2 separate regions of the Sus scrofa genome follow, and region 2 is linked to region 1. Evidence: chromatin contacts called from public Hi-C data. All regions are on one chromosome and are shown on one strand. The core of a region is the stretch at or near the end of the contact, and the rest is flanking DNA. Distances in the headings are between cores, read along the strand shown.

The links. Hi-C and Micro-C count contacts between places; a contact is called where the count stands out from the background.
Region 2: a contact with region 1 is called in a Hi-C map of skeletal muscle, with 2.3 times the contacts expected there. The contact joins the enhancer-like site here to the promoter of NDUFAF6 in region 1. A contact is called at or near these places in 1 of 5 promoter capture datasets (liver) and 4 of 47 Hi-C or Micro-C datasets (fibroblasts, liver and skeletal muscle).

Annotation. Positions count from the first base shown.
Region 1 is chr4:41,651,999-41,659,944 of Sscrofa11.1, reverse strand. NDUFAF6 (NADH dehydrogenase (ubiquinone) complex I, assembly factor 6) reads left to right here and starts at 4,263. Exons shown (of 9, transcript XM_001925041.6): 1 at 4,263-4,488. The coding sequence starts at 4,292. It overlaps LOC106510020, which reads right to left and starts at 4,183. Exons shown (of 5, transcript XM_013996593.2): 1 at 4,028-4,183.
Region 2 is chr4:41,689,643-41,697,588 of Sscrofa11.1, reverse strand. All of the region lies in intron 3 of LOC106510020, which reads right to left. Among named protein-coding and RNA genes, the nearest start is that of NDUFAF6, 38 kb to the right of the region's middle. Within about 2 kb of position 3,923, at least 8 of the 83 cell types and tissues checked have an H3K27ac peak or open chromatin away from gene starts, as enhancers often do. A contact at or near this core is called in skeletal muscle, where this site is marked.

The DNA of each region.
Region 1 (7,946 bases), core at 3,014-5,513:
TTTTTCTACATCTGCCAGTACTTTCCAAATTTCCTTTAATGAGATTAAAAAATGGGTTTGGTATTACACTCTTTTAGTTTTTGTTTGTTGCAAAAATTCTTTATTTCTCCTTCTATTTTAAATGATATTCTTGCTGGGTAGAGTATTCTAGACTGCAAATTTTTCCCTTTTAGAACTTTGGATCTATCTTGCCACTCTCTTCTGGCCTGTAGTGTTTCTGTAGAGAAATCAGCTGATAGTAGCCTTAAGGGGGTTCCCTTACAATTAATGCTTTGATTTTCTCTTGCTGCCTTTAGAATCCTCTCTTTAGCCTGAACTTTTGCCATTTTTATTATAATATGTCATGGTGTGGGCCTGTTTGGGTTTAACTTATTTGGGGCCCTCTGTGCTTCCTGTATCTTGATAGCTATTTCCTCTAGATTTGTAAAGTTTTCAGCCATACTTTCTTCAAATATATTTTCCTTCTTTCTTTTCTTTTTTTTTTTCTTTCTTTTTTTTTTTTTTTTTTTTTTTTTTTTTTTTTGTCTTTTTGCCTTTTCTAGGGCTGCTTTCCGTGGCATATGGAGGTTCCCAGGCTAGGGGTCTAATCAGAGCTGTAGCCACTGGCCTAAGCCAGAGCCACAGAAACACTGAATCTGAGCCTCGTCTGTGACCTACACCACAGCTCATGGCAATGCCGGATCCTTAATCCACCGAGCAAGGCCAGGGATCGAACCTGCAACCTCATGGTTCCTAGTTGGATTCGTTTCTGCTGTGCCACAACCGGAACTCCTGCTTAGATTTTTTTCTTATTTTGTGAGTTTAGGGAAAACAACTACTATAGTCCTGGAGAGCTATTTATATGCAAGAGTGCCCCTGGGTATTTTGTGAGGGCTTAATACTTATTTCTGGTGTGAGAGCTACTTTTGGTTTGTATGCTTGCAGTCTCTTTCCTCAGTGTGTGCAGGCTGTTATCCCCTTGATAGGGTGCTGTGCATGGTTCCAGGGAGATGGAGGCAATGGGCAGGGCTGGTAGTAGTGCCCAGTTGCTGGACCCTTGACAGTGACAAGGACCCGCCAGAAGGTGGCACTGGTTGCTTCTAGTTGCAGGGCCCTGGGAAGTAGCAGTGACCCTCAGGCAAGTGTAGGCTGTGCAGGGAGTGTTTCGTAGTGGCAGTGGCAGGGCATGTGTGTTCCCAGAGGAGTAAGAGCAACAATGGGTGGGGCTCAACTGCAGCACCTTCCTCTGTACTGATCTCTGAGGGGACTGGAGCCACAGGTGGTAGCACAGGGAACTATATCTAATCACTTGTGATGGAACATGATGGAAGATAATGTGATAAAAAGAATGTATGTGTGTATGTGTGTGTATACACACATATATAACTGGTACAGCAGAAATTGACAGAACATTGTAAATCAATTATAACAAAATTTTTTTTCAAAAAGTAACAAAAACAAAATGAACTTATGAGAAGTTAGCTGATCCCTGAACTCCATGGCAAAGCTGGAGGAGTATTCCTGTGTGGGGAGATTTAACCAGCTGTGGTCTTGGTGCAGAACCTCTCAGACCCTTTAGATACTCAAGGTGTCATATAAAAGCCAACAGGCTAGCCTGACTCTTAACATAAGGAATGAAACTCACTTCCAGAGGCCATGGAAAAATAAGAGGTGGAGAAGTATTCTGGAACAATAATGCATAATTCTTTATAATATAGCAATGAACCATGAGACAATATTTATTGGCTAAAGCTTGGAAGCAAACGTTATTATATCTCATGACACAGATGGATCAGTTATAATTACCATGGAGAGAGTCATATACTCAAAGAGGACAGAGTAAGCAACTACAACATCTAAAGTCCAGTTAACAAACCATACTTATGTGGTCATTTATTTCTCAAAGTTAATTTTCTGTTTAAGCACTGAGCTTCTTCTTAATTATAATGCTAACTGAATAAAAGTGTACACATATTTCAAATATACTGGGGTTTTTTGGTGGAGGGAGGGGGGCTGTGCCTGCGGCATGCAGAAGTTTCTGGGCCAGGGATCGAATCTCTGCCACAGTGGTAAACAGAGTCTCAGCAGTGACAATGCTGGATCCTCAACCCACTGAGCCACCAGGGAATTATTTTGATACCAAGAAGTTACATTAAGGAAATCATTTCATGTGCTCATAATTCCAAAAAAATTAATTAAAGATTAGCAAATAATAGCTATTCAATAAATGTTAGCTGGTGATAGTGTGTTATCCATAGAATAATTTTAAAAGTTCTTAATTTTTCCTCTATTGCCATTAAGTGAAATTCTGTCTTCAGGCTCATAACACTTTTAGTATGCATTTATGATTACTAGAATTACTAGATATGGCTGTATTTTTTTAATATATATAGATTGACTGGCCTAGAGACAATAAAACAAAAGAAACAGACCCATCAGAAAGATGTGAAACTAGGTATTAGAAATAAAACAAAAGAGAAGTTAATAATAACTAATGACAGCTGTTAAAAAAATAATTTTTAACAAAACTGTACAGTCAAGACTCTCATACAGAAGTAAAAATCAACATATGTCAAAAATTTCATTGAACTCTTTAGTTAGTGGGGGAACCAGTAAAATATTGCAACCAATTCAAAGAAGTATTCAAACTACTAGACTTACACAGGCGGTCAGGAATGCTTAAGTAAATCTGCTTAAAAGATATGAAAACTTGCAAAACTGGTCAGTATCCAACAGACAATAATCAAATGGCTCACCAAAGGATATAATTTGCATATTTATGGACAAGAATAATTTGCATTATTGTCAATAGTCTACCACTTACAGAATTGTAAAATAGTTCAAAGACAATGAAAGGCACAAAGACCCCACATAATTAGATAATGCGGACAATGTCTAAGGTTCCATTGAGTACCCAGCAATCTTTTTGGTTATTGTAAACTATCTTTCTATATGTTTTTCCTACATGGTTGACTTGTTTTGAGTGCTGTTTATAGGCCAGGCACTACCTTAGGTGCCTTAAATGTATTAATTCATTTAATTCTCAACAGAACTTTATGAGAGAGGTTCTACTATTATTTCCATTTCATAGCAGAGGAATTTGAGGCATAAGAAAAAGTAAGTCTGTCACCTAAGGTCACAGAGATAGGAGGCAGAGCCAGAATATGAATCCAGGTAGTGCTATACCAACTATGCTGCCACAGAATGGAAAAAAAAAAATGATATGACCTCACCAGTTAGGTATGAATATGAAAGGATGACTCCATAATGTTTCCCCTAGTTATGAGAAGGGGGACAGTGGCCAGAAAAATGAAGAGACTAAGAAGATTAGTTAGTTTGATTTGGTTTTTAGACATAAGGACTTTGAAATAAAGGTAGGATGTTGAGATGGAAAAATCCAGACAGGCAGAAGACCAGAAGTAGAGATGTAGATACGTGATTTTTTTTTTTTTTTTTAATGGAGCTTTAAACTTTGGTATCAGAAAGACTAGTGTGTAACTGTCAGAGCTAAAGGACAGAAGCCCAGGGAAAAAAAGAGATGCAGCAGGGACTGAGGTCCCGCATTAGCGGAAAAGAGGCAGTCTCAGGAAGTAAAATCAGAGCAGGGTGAATTGGCTAGAGCTCTTAGGTCCAGACTCCAGGTCTAGCTCTTAGGTGCAGTTTGAGGGGCAAAATTAAGCTGGAGTTACAAATGCTAATAGTTAGGGGTAGGGCTGAAAGGTAAAAACAGGCTTTGAAAGGTTTTACCCAACACGCAGTAAAGTGTGTCAAGCAGGTAAGAGTCATGATCAGAGGTATATTTTAGAAAGAACTTGCGTGGCTGCAACAAGAAAAGTTTGAGCAAATCTGGAGGCAAGAGGTGTCACTGAGATCGAGAGGCAGGCAGCTGCCGGCTTGGACCAGGTCAGTTCGTGGCAACTAGACCCACCTGTAACATTTGAGGGGCCTGAGTGTAAGAGTACCAAAGAAGGCTCACATACCATGTGAATAAATATTTAAAATTTGCAAATCAAGCTAGTAAACTGTCAGTTATTCTCTATCCTCCTACCTTGATAAATATATCTTCAGAAGGACCTGGAAGGGATGAGGAGAGGCCAAGATCCGTCTTAGGCGGGGCTTTCCTGGAACCTATAAGGCCGAGGAGTGCGGCGGCGGCGCATTTGTAGAGGACCACAGCGACACCTGGCTCTTCTCCGAGTGGCATTCGCAGTTCGCCTTCTAGCAACTAGGAGAAGCTAGGCGGGACCTGCTGGGGGCGTGGCGTGGCCGGGCGCCAACAGCCCGGGGTCAAAGGGCACGCGGCGTCGGTGTCATGGCCGCCTCCATGCTGGGTTCGGCGTGGGGCCCGCTACGGCTTGGCCTTCCGGGCCTGTGCCGCCGCCGGCCGCCCGGCGGTTTGTGGGCCCGCGCACGGCGGCTGCCGGGGTCCGCGGGGTCAGGGCGAAGCGTGGCCGCGGCGAGCGGATCGGGTGCCTCGGGCACGGACCGCTACTGCATGGAACTGCTGCGGTGAGCGAGCCGGGTCTGCCCCTGGTGGGAGGTAGGGGAGCAGCTGGAAGGGGCCTTGGTGGGCTCTGTGGGCCTCCGAGCTCTCCTGGACTAGCGGACCTGCACATTCCTCGCATCACTCGGCGAGTGTGCTCGGGTTGGCCCCGGTGGGATGTATGGGGGGAGTGTGGCAACGAGAACTTTCACGCCGGTGACAAAATTGTGGCAAAATTCCTCTGGCTGTCACCTTATCTGAACCTTAGCTTTTACCTAATCGTGCACAGCTTTTGTAAAATTTGAGAAATGACCAGTAACTGATTTTAATGACAACAGTAGCTAACTTGGAGTTCTTCCTTCTGTCAAGCACTATGCAAAATAGTTCACAAATAACTTATTTCATCTTCGTTATAAGGTGTGACAGACAGGTGTAGACCTACCACTTAAAGATATGTGGATCAAAGCATTTAGAAAGTGCCTGGCACAAAGCAAGGGTACAATGAGTACAGTATAAAGTTTATCTCATTTAACAGACATGGAAACCAGGATTTAGAGAGATTTGGGAATTTACCTGAGTTCGGTAAAATAGCTTATAAAATCAGAATCTTGATGATAGTTTTGTTCCTGTAACATCTGAAAGGCCTGGCACCTTGGAGCGTTGTTAGTCATTTGTGAAGAGAATTGAATGAATCAGGTTACCTGGCACATCTGAAGTCCGAGTCTGACTGCAGAGTTGGATGGCTTAGTTTCTTTTTTTTTTTTTAATTTTGATTTTAATGATTTAAAAAAGTTTTTTTCCATTATAGTTGGTTTACAGTGTTCCGTCAGTTTTCTACTGTACAGCAGTGACCCAGTCACGCATATACACACACATATGTATATATACATTATTTTTCTAACATTATCTTCCATCATGTTCCATCCTAAGTGACTAGATATAGTTTCCTGTGCTATAGAGCAGGATCTCATTACTTATCCACTCTAAGTGCAATAGTTTGCATCTATTAATCCCAGATTCCCAGTCCATCCCTCCACTCCACCCCCCCGCCCCCACCCCACCCCCTGTCAGCAAGCACAAATCTCTTCTCCAAGTCGGTGAGTTTCTTTTCTGTGGAAGGTTTATTTGTGCCATATATTACATTCTAGATATAAGTGCTACCATATGGTATTTGTCTTTCTCTTTCTGACTTAACTTAGTATGAGAGTCTCTAGTTCCATCCACGTAGCTGCAAATGGCATTATTTTTTTCTTTTTTATGGCTGAGTAGTAGATGGCTTAGTTTTCACTTTGCTTCTCCTATCCTTGATTTATAACAGTGGTATAAAGACTCAAAAGTACCTGGTCCCAAGGACTTCTGAGAAGTGCTAGAATAATTAAATTACCTTGGATTTGATTGGGCTAGTAAATCCAATTTTTAAAAATTCTATTTTACCAAAATGTAGCATAACGACAAAATTCCCATGCATTTCAGTATTTTGTTTTTAACCCTTATTTATTTAGTTAGTTTTTGGTCTTTTTAGGGCCACACCTGTGGCATATTTAGGTTCTCAGGCTAGGGTTCAAATTGGAGCTGTAGCCGTTGGCCTACACCACAGCCACAGCAGCGCCAGATCTGAGCCATGTCTTCGACCTGCACCACAGCTCACAGCAGTACTGGATCCTTCACCCACTGAGCAAGGCCAGGAATGGAACCTGCGTCTTCATGGATCCTAGTCAGGTTCATTTCCACTGAGCCATGATGGGAACTCCTTTGACCCCTTTTTATTTTTTTATTTTTTAAAAATTTTATTTGTTTATTTATTTATTGTCTTTTCTAGGGCTGCTCACGTGACATGTGGAGGTTCCCAGGCTAGGGGTCTAATCGGAGCTGTAGGCCTACACCAGAGCCACAGCAACGCGGGGTCTGAGCCACGTCTTCGACCTACACCACAGCTCACGGCAACATCAGGTTCTCAACCCACTGAGTGAGGCCAGGGATCGAACCTGCAACCTCATGGTTCCTAGTCGGATTCGTTAACCACTGTGCCATGATGGGAACTCCGACCCCTTTTTAAGATAGTGTTCATATCCACCTTATTTACTTGCTGATTTCTTGTAGGAGAAACAGGGTAGCATTAATGGAGATCTATGCATTAAGAATTGTGAAAGCAAAGTTCCCATCTTTTAGCTTCTAATTATCCATTAATCTTTGTAAGACTTGACCTCTGAAATGATATATGCAGAGCTGTTCTAGACAAGTATCTTATGCAAGGCTTCCAAATATTATGAACGACACCAGGCCGTAACTTCAGGCTAGCCAAGCATAGCTCTTCTAGGAATCAAGGTTTGTGGGAAAATCGCAAACCTGATTTACATAGTTGTTAGGGTTTGGTTTTGAGGATCGCTGCCTCAGGCTTTGGGTTTAGTGCTGTTGTGCGATGAGGGCAGTTTCCTCATAGCTTAGTGGGTTGAGATCTGTCATCACTGCTGTGGCTCTGGTTACAGCTGTGCGCTGGTTCAGTCCCTGGCCTGGGATGTGTTGGACAAACAAAAAGGGGGGTGGAGGATGAGGAGGTGGTAGTGATGATGATGTGTGGAAGTGCAGTTCTCCAGCACACTGAGGAACCACTTCTTGCTTTGTGCCTTAGTTGCACAGGTCCATGAAATAAGCACAGCAATCCTAGCATAACGTATGCTTGTTTCTCATAGTCTGCCTCTCCCTACTAGACTGAAGTCCGTAGCTGTCTTCAGTATCTAGCAGTGCCTGGCACATAGTAAGCACTGAATAAATGTTAGAGTGAATAAATGAATGATCAAAAGGTTGTCATATAAAACTGTTGCTGTATAAAGCTGTTGCTATATAAAGCCATCATAATATGGCATTTCTCACTGTTTGGGACAGTTCTCAGGTAACTGGACCTCGGTCAACCACCTGCAGGATATCTTTGTACACCAGTAATTGATATTTATAACTGTGATCCTGATTGATGAGGAAATGGTTAAATAGTCAGTATATCCTATTTAATGTGAAGAAGTGGATAGTATTGTTTAGAATAATATCCAACCAAAATATTTTAAAAATTGTTAACAGGGCAAACCCTAAGCTGTGTAGAATGACTTATTTCCCAAAGACTGCTATGGGTTTTGTTATGTCTTAATTTCATTTTTCATTTGCCTGTAGGAAACTTGAAGTACTTCACATATTGGTTATTTTTTAGGAGATATGAAATACGAAGCTTCATTTTGCAAGTTAGGAAATAGATATGACTGATATCACTTCTGTCAATAACTAGTAGAATGATGGAAAGTAAGAGTGTAATTTTGATTCCTATTCGGTGTTTTCTCACTGTTTCATATTAATTTTCAGATATTTTATTTATTTATTTATTTATTTGTCTTTTGTCTTTTTTTTTTGTTGTTGTTGTTGTTGTTGTTGTTGTTGCTATTTCTTGGGCCGCTCCCGCGGCACATGGAGGTTCCCAGGCTAGGGGTTGAATCGGAGC
Region 2 (7,946 bases), core at 2,674-5,173, 38 kb before region 1:
TCTTAAAGCTTCACAGAAGAATAAAGCATTTTTTTTAATCAGTCAAGAAAAAAACAATTGTGCCTTTCTATATTATAGGATATTTGGAAGCCATAAGTCTTGTCTTTCTTACGTTCATTGCCTGTAAAAATATTTTGGAGTCATATTTATTAATTTTAGTGATAGGTAACCCATGTATATAGCACAACAATCAAGAGGCAGATAGTGAAATATTAGTCTCCTTTCTATGCCTGTCTCCAGGTGCTTTGTATTCTTCCTTCATATTCTTTGAAAGCTATTCTCTGCGGACAGACACACACACACACACACACACACACACACACACACACACTGGCAGTATATTATGCATATTGTACATTGTACTGCACCATGCCTTGTTTTCATTTACTACTAAAAATTTGGATGCTCAAATTTGGATGCTATTCTATTTCACTACATAGAGAGCTGCCTTGTTCCTCATAAAGGCCTTTTCCTATAATTATTTAACAGACAGTATTGAGTATTGCAGGCCTTATGCGGGACCCATATCAAGGTAGACACCACAAAGTCCACACTCCCAGGAGCCCACAAAAGAGTCAAAGAGGTGGCCATCTGCAGAAGCGACCACTGCCCAGTGCATAGCGGTGTGAGGCATCAGTGGAAGGTGTCAGTGGAAACCTGCAGGAGGGAGCTTGGCTTGGTTCAGAAGAGGGACAGAGGGTTCACAGGTAAGATCTTGAGCAGCATCTTGAAAAGGAAGCCAGAGGCCCCAGGTAGCCAAGGAGGGCAAGTCCATTTCAGGTAAAGTGAACAATGAATGCCAAGTCCTCTAGAGTAGAAAATGGCCTGGTATTTGGGGGAACAGACAGTGGTTTGTTATGGCTAGATAGCAGGGTGTGTGTGTGTGTGTGTGTGTGTGTGTGTGTGTGTGTGTGTGTGTGTGTGTGTGTGTGTGTGTGTGTGTTAGACCAGATCAGTGGCTCTCAAACTTTTTGACCACAACCCAGGGTGTGTGTGTGTGTGTGTGTGTGTGTGTGTGTGTGTGTTAGACCAGATCAGTGGCTCTCAAACTTTTTGACCACAACCCAGAGTTAAGAAATATGTTTTACATCATCACATAGTGTGTGCAAACGGAAACAAAAATTTCATGAAACAATACTCTTATTAAATGTACTGTTTTTTTCCCTACTGAATTCTACTCTATTTTTTTTAAATGCCAGTCATGACTCACTACATGGGTTTCAAAAACCACTAATAGGCACTATGTGCAAGTTGGGAAATCATGGAGTATTTATTGTTGAAAGACTCCGATAGTCTATAAAGTAGTGAGCCTTTACCTGATTCACATGACTCTGACCACGTTTTAAATATGACTAGATTGACAAGACTCAAGAAGCTTATTTGGATATTTATTAAGCTCCTATAAAGTCTAAGATGTTGTGCTACATACTGAGGTACAAGGGTCAGGCAAAACTACCTTCACAGAACTAAAAATTGGTCTCATAGATGAATGATTTGCTGCAGTAATTCAAAAGGCATAGTTTAATATAAAAGTAAAACATGACTGTTGTAAAGAAAATTCAAACAATGGTAAAAGTATATAACATACAAATCCCTCCCCACTTTTTAAATGGCCACATCTGCAGCATATGGAATTTCCTTGGCCAGGGAAAGAATCTGAGCCACAACCTACACCTCAGCTGCAGCAACACTGGATCCTTTAACCCACTGCACTGGACCTGGGATCGAACCTGTACCTCCACACCAACCCTAGCAGCTGCAGTTGAGTTCTTAATCCACAGTGCTACTTGGGGAATTCCAAAATACCCTCTTTTTATAAGTGGAAAAAAAAAAACCTGACGCTTTTCGAGCATAAAGTGTATTTCATTAGGAAAGGAGGACTGAAATTCAGGTTGGTTGAATCTCTGACCCTCTGGGAAATGTTTTGGGGGAGTGCAACTCAGTTTTCCGATGCTTGATTAACCACACTAGAATAGTCAATTTCATGTATCAAACTTCATTGGACTAAGGGATGGACAAGTAGCTGGTCCGACATTATTTCTTAGAGGGACCGTGAGGGTATCTCTGAAAGAGATAAGCACTTGAATCAGCAGACTGAGTGAAAGTTGCTCTCACCAAAGGCAGGAGTTCCCGTCATGGCTCAGTGGTTAACAAACCCGACTAGTATCCATGAGGACTCTGGTTTGATCCCTGGCCTCACTCAGTGGGTTAAGGATCTGGCATTGCCATGCACTGTGGCATAGGTCACAGACACGGCCTGGATCTGGCATTGCTGCAGCTGTGGCATAGGCTGGCAGCTACAATGCTGATTCGATTCCTAGCTTGGGAACTCCCATATGCTGCCAAGTGTTTTTTAAAAAAAAGGCAAAGGAAGAGTAATCTGCTCTCTCAACTGGAACTGACACATCCATCTCTTCCTGTCCTTGGATACAGAGGACATTGGTTCTTGAGTCTGCCTACCCACACAGGGACTTAACCATCACCCCCTTTCCCCACTCTCAGGCCTCTGGACTCAGACAGAATTACAGCACCAGCCTTCTTGGTTCTCTGGCTTATAGACAGTGGGACTTCTTGGCTCCCATAGCCACGTAAGTCAATTTCTACACTAAATCTCCTTTTATATCCTAGTCTCTGGAGAACTCTGACTAATACATCTATCTTGAAAGAGCAGGTCTAATCAAGTTTTTGATCCAGAAAAGTTGAGGCCCTAAGCCTTTGGTGCCATATTTTGGATACTATTTTTTTTTTTTTAATTTTTAGGGCTGCACCCGCAGCATATGGAAGTTCCCGGGCTGGCCTACGCCACAGCCACAGCAATGTGGGATCTGAGCTGCATCTGTGACCTACACCACAACTCACAGCAACGCCGGATCCTTGACCCACTGAGCGAGGTCAGGGATTGAACCCGCATCCTCTTGGATACTAGTCGGATTAGTTTCCACTGTGCACAATGGGAACTCCCGGTGCCTCACCTTGGTAATGCCACTCTGTGATGACATCTGACCAGGCAGCCAGCCTGCTGGTCTCCCTGCATCTTAACTGCAACAGGAAAGCTTTCAGGCGAGTGAGGACACGGAACAATGCTATTACTGCTGACATGACCTAATCACTTTTGAGTGGATCTGCCCAGATGCTTTTTGCCTGATTCCCCGAAGGCTGTCTAAAGATTAAACTAAGTAAGATTCCTGTAGTCTTGCATAAACATTTGCTCCTGTTTGGCTGGCCAAGACTGGGCTCCTAAACCTCTAAACGGAGCAGGGGAGGAAACAATGTAAGGAAGTTTGATATGATCGCACCTTGGGGACTCAACCCATAAGTCCCTGAGCATCTGCAGATGGCAAGTCTCTGTTGGGGGAGGGGGGCCTCAGAGTCAAAGTTCTGCCACCATATTTAACACTGAGGAATAGTTGGAACAGTGTAATAAGCTTCATCAAGCGTTCTTTGGAAGCAGAGCATTTTATAACCATTGTGCTTATCCACGGTTAGACACACACAGAGGGTCAGATGAACCTATCCTTATTTAGGTGGGAAGAAATTTGGAGACGATGAAAAGAAGATGTAGTGACTCCTACAGTTGTTAGATCATGTTCAGGGAAATGTTGCCTTTGACTTTATTTATGAGTGGTTTTATATTTCCAGTATATTTGGTTCCTGATCTATTTATAAAATGTTTCCGAGCTCGTTCCGCATTCTTTGGACACTTCCTGATAAAAATATCGTTTGCTCTCTGTCTAGAGCGCTGTTTCTCCATTAGGGATATTATGTTGCTTACTTTCTTCTCTATTCATTTTCTAGTCAGGACAAGGCAATTCAGGACATTATTTGTTGAACATGTGCTACAAGCACCTCAGGGTGGAAACTCTCTCACCTAACTTTCTTTTTCCTCCGCACAACAGCTGGCACACAGGAGTGCAATGGTAAACAGTTAACTCTTAGAGAGCACCACCTACACAGACTCAAGTCTTGCATCCAACTCACTTGTTATCTGGTAGGGAGAGATGGCCAAGAACATAACTAAAACGTGAAACAATCTCTAAAGTGCCACCAGGTGTCACAGGCTTTAGGCTCCCGAAGGTGATCATAATTGATTTGGGGGCGGGGGGAATTCAGTGAAATTCTTATACCAGTAAATGAAGTTTGAATTGGACCTGGAATGATTGTTAGGATTTCAACATTTATTTCACATTACCGAGCACCCGTTACACAAGATGCTGGGTCACAGACTCTGCATCTAGTTGAGGACCTAGACTCTAGCAGAGGAAATAATGTGAATTCATTGAGATCCTATTGGGGGCAAGTAAATGAAACCAGCTTATACCAACTTCAGCAAAGGAGGCACTTGAATGGCCTATACAATTGCGAGGCCCAGGAGGGCATCAGGTGTAAGTGGATCTCAGAAGTCAAATAATGTAATCTCTGTTTGGGTCTCTTTTTTTTTTTCCCCCATTACAATTGGGCTTCCTCTATGTGGTAATGGTTAGAAGTCATGGTGTGGAAATCAGCCATAGAGAACTTGTGGTTTATGTCACCTCACCTAGTAGACCTAAAGAGAGATCTTTTCACTTTCCACAGATATGATCCTGAGAAGAAATGCTGATTGGCCCCGTTTGGGTCATGTGCCTATAATTACAGCCAGACAGTCCTGGAGCCACATTTGAGAACCACCCTAGTTAGATCCACAATGAGTGAGAAGGGTCCTTGCTTTAACTGCAGGGCGAACCTGTTACTCAAGGAAGGGAGAGGCCCGGGAGGAAGGGATGTTGGGCACAACAGATAACCTCTCCAAGTGTAAAGAAAAAATTACAATAAAATGTGACGAGGGCTGTAATAGAGATGTGCATTTAGTACCATAAGAACACTGATAAAAGGGGTGATTTGTGTCATGGAGAAAGCATTCCTCATGGAGCAAATACATAAGCAGTGGTATAGAGGTGAGAAAGCAATGGAGATACATATGGTCCAATTGGGTTCAGCACAAGTACAGAGGGGGCAAAAGATGATGGAAAATTTGGAGATATTTCTTTTAAAACATTTTATTGGAATACACTTGACTTACAAAGTTCTATTAATTTCAGGTATACAGCAAAGTAAATAAGTTATACATATACATCCATGCCTTTTCAGATTATTTTTCCATATAGGTTATTACATGGAATTGAGTACATTTCCCTGTGCTATACAGTAGGTCCCTGTTACCTGTCTATTTTATATATAGCAGTGTGTATATATCACTCCCAACTGCCTAATTTATCTGCTCCCCCATTTCCCTTTTGGTAAACGCAATTTTGGCTTCAAAATCGTTGAGTCTGTTTCTGTTTTGTAAGTTCTATTGTATCATTGTATTAGACTCCACATATTAGTGATTTCATATATTTGTTTTTTTCTGACTTACTTCACTTAGTATGATAATCTCTAGGTCCATCCATGTTGCTGCAAATGACATCATTTTGCTTTTTTACAGCTAATACTCCATTGTATATACATGTACCACACCTTCTTTATCCAGTCCTCTGCTGATGGACATTTAAGTTGCTTCCGTATCTTTGCAACTGTAAGTAGTGCTGCAATGAACATCGGGTGCATGTATCTTTTTAAATAATGGTTTTCTCCAGATATTTACCCAGGAGTGGGGATTGCTGGATCATATGGTAGATCTATATTTAGATTTTTAAGGAAACTTCATACTGTTCTTCATAGTGGTTGCACCAGCTTACATCCCACCAGCAGTGTAGGAGGGCCCCCTTTTTGGGAATGTTTTTAAAGTGATGACTTTGGGCCCTTCTGGGGAAGGTTTTAAATGTAAGCTCAGTTGATACTTAAATTGGTGGGTTCACAGGGAGGGATGTGGTTGGAGTTATAATTTTAAAATGCTCCCTGGACAAGGGTATGGAGCACACAGCAAAGTTCTTTACTTTTCAGCTGCTCACCTGGCCTGCCACTCCTCCCCCACCTCCAGAACGCTGCCCCCCCCCCCCCCCCGCCTGCCCGGTAGCCTCTGCCTCTTCAGCCTTAAATTCTCCTGCCCCTTCAATTTTGTATGACCTGGGAAAATCCTAATCCAGGGCCAGGCCCTCTTTCTGTGCTTTCTCCACATCTGACTCCAGGAGCTGAACAGTGCTCCAGGGCAAACCGGTGCAAGGAAAGTTCAAGTTGGCCGACTTTCAACACTCCCTCTGCATGGCCAGACAACGTTCCAACTCACCTTTGCTTCTCCTTTCATTTTCTCAATGGTGATTTCAAATCTCTTCTAATCCTTTAAGCCTCTCTCTTCCTTGCTCATCCTACTGCTACCTCCAGCTGGTGAATCTCACCACCTCTCTCGGCCATTGTGTTCTTCCCTGCGCTTTCAGTTACATGCCAGTGACTCCCAATTTTAAAATGCAGAAAGCTCTTCAATACTTAGATGCTTCATGTAGTTGTCAACATTGAAATAAACTCTTCTATAGTGCTTCCTATGGACCAGGCACTGTTTTCTGTCCTTTGCAATCAGCTCATTTGTTCTTCCTAACAACTGTATGAGAAAGGTAGTTAACAAATTCCTAGTTACAAATGAGACTGTGGCTAAAAGACTTATGGGAACTTGCATGTGCTCCCAGGGCTGGTCAAAAGCAGAGATAGGTTAAAAAAAAAAAAAAAGAAAGAAAAAGAAAAGAAAAAAAAGCAGAGCTAGGTTTACACTCAAGGAGATGGCTCTGGAGCCCAGGCTTTCCACCATTTTGCTATACTGCTTCTCAAACAAGCTCCTTAAACTCACTTGTCCAGGGTCAAATTTCTGATTTTCATCCCCGTATGAGTTCACTAAGGCTGCATAACAAAGTCCCATAAACTGGATGGCTTAAATAACAGAAATTTATAGTCTTGCAGTTCTGGAGGCTGGAAGTCCAAAATCAAAGTGTTGGCAGGGTTGGTCCCTCCTGAGGGCAATGAGGAACTACCTGTCCCAAGCCTCTCTCCTAGCCTTCTGGTAGCCTCAGAAATTCCTTGACTTGTTTTTCCTGAGTTTTCACATGGTCTTCCCTTTACACATGTCTCTGTGTCCAAATTTTCCATTTTGGATTAAGCCCCACCCTAATGACTTCATTTAACTTGGTTATCTCTGTAAAGTTCCTAATTCCCAACAGTGTCACATTCTGAGGTACTGGGATTAGGATTTGCATCTTTTTTTTTTTTTTTTTCTTTTTCTTTTTAGGGCATATAGAAGTTCCGAGGCTAGGGGTTGAATCAGAGCTGTAGCTGCCGGCCTACACCACAGCTACAGCGACACGGGATCCAAACCCCCTCTGTGACTTACACCACAGCTCATGGCAATGCCAGATCCTTAATCCACTGAGCGAGGTCAGGGATTGAACCGGAATCCTCATGGATACTAGTTGGGTTCTTAATCCACCGAGCCACAATGGGAACTTCAATATCTTTTTTGAGGGGACACAAATTAACCAATACCCGGCTCACCATGTTTTCCTAGCTCAATGAATACCTTACTCATTTGTTCAGACCAGAAACCAGGCACCATCCTGGCACTTCATGACCCCCCCATCCCCCCCGACTCCCTGACCAATGCACTGCCAAGTCCTGTTCTGGCTCCTACATCACTCTTAACACCTTCACTACCCTCCATCCTCACTGCCACCAGCAGAGGTAATGGCCTCACTCTCTCTCACCTGGATTTCCACAATACCCTCTTCCAATTCAGTCTCCCAATTGTCCCCAGAGTAATCTTCCCAAACATCTGATGTTCTGACATCTGACTGCATCCATCCCCATCCTCATCCTTCCCTGAATGAAAACTCTGTTGGTTTCCCACCTGCTCTATTTTTTGTTTGTTTTTTTATGGCTATGCCCATGGCATACAGAAGTTCTCAGGCCAGGGACTGAATTCAAGCCATAGCTGTGACTTGTACTACAGCCGCCGCGATGCTGGATCCTTTAACCCTGGCCAGGGATTG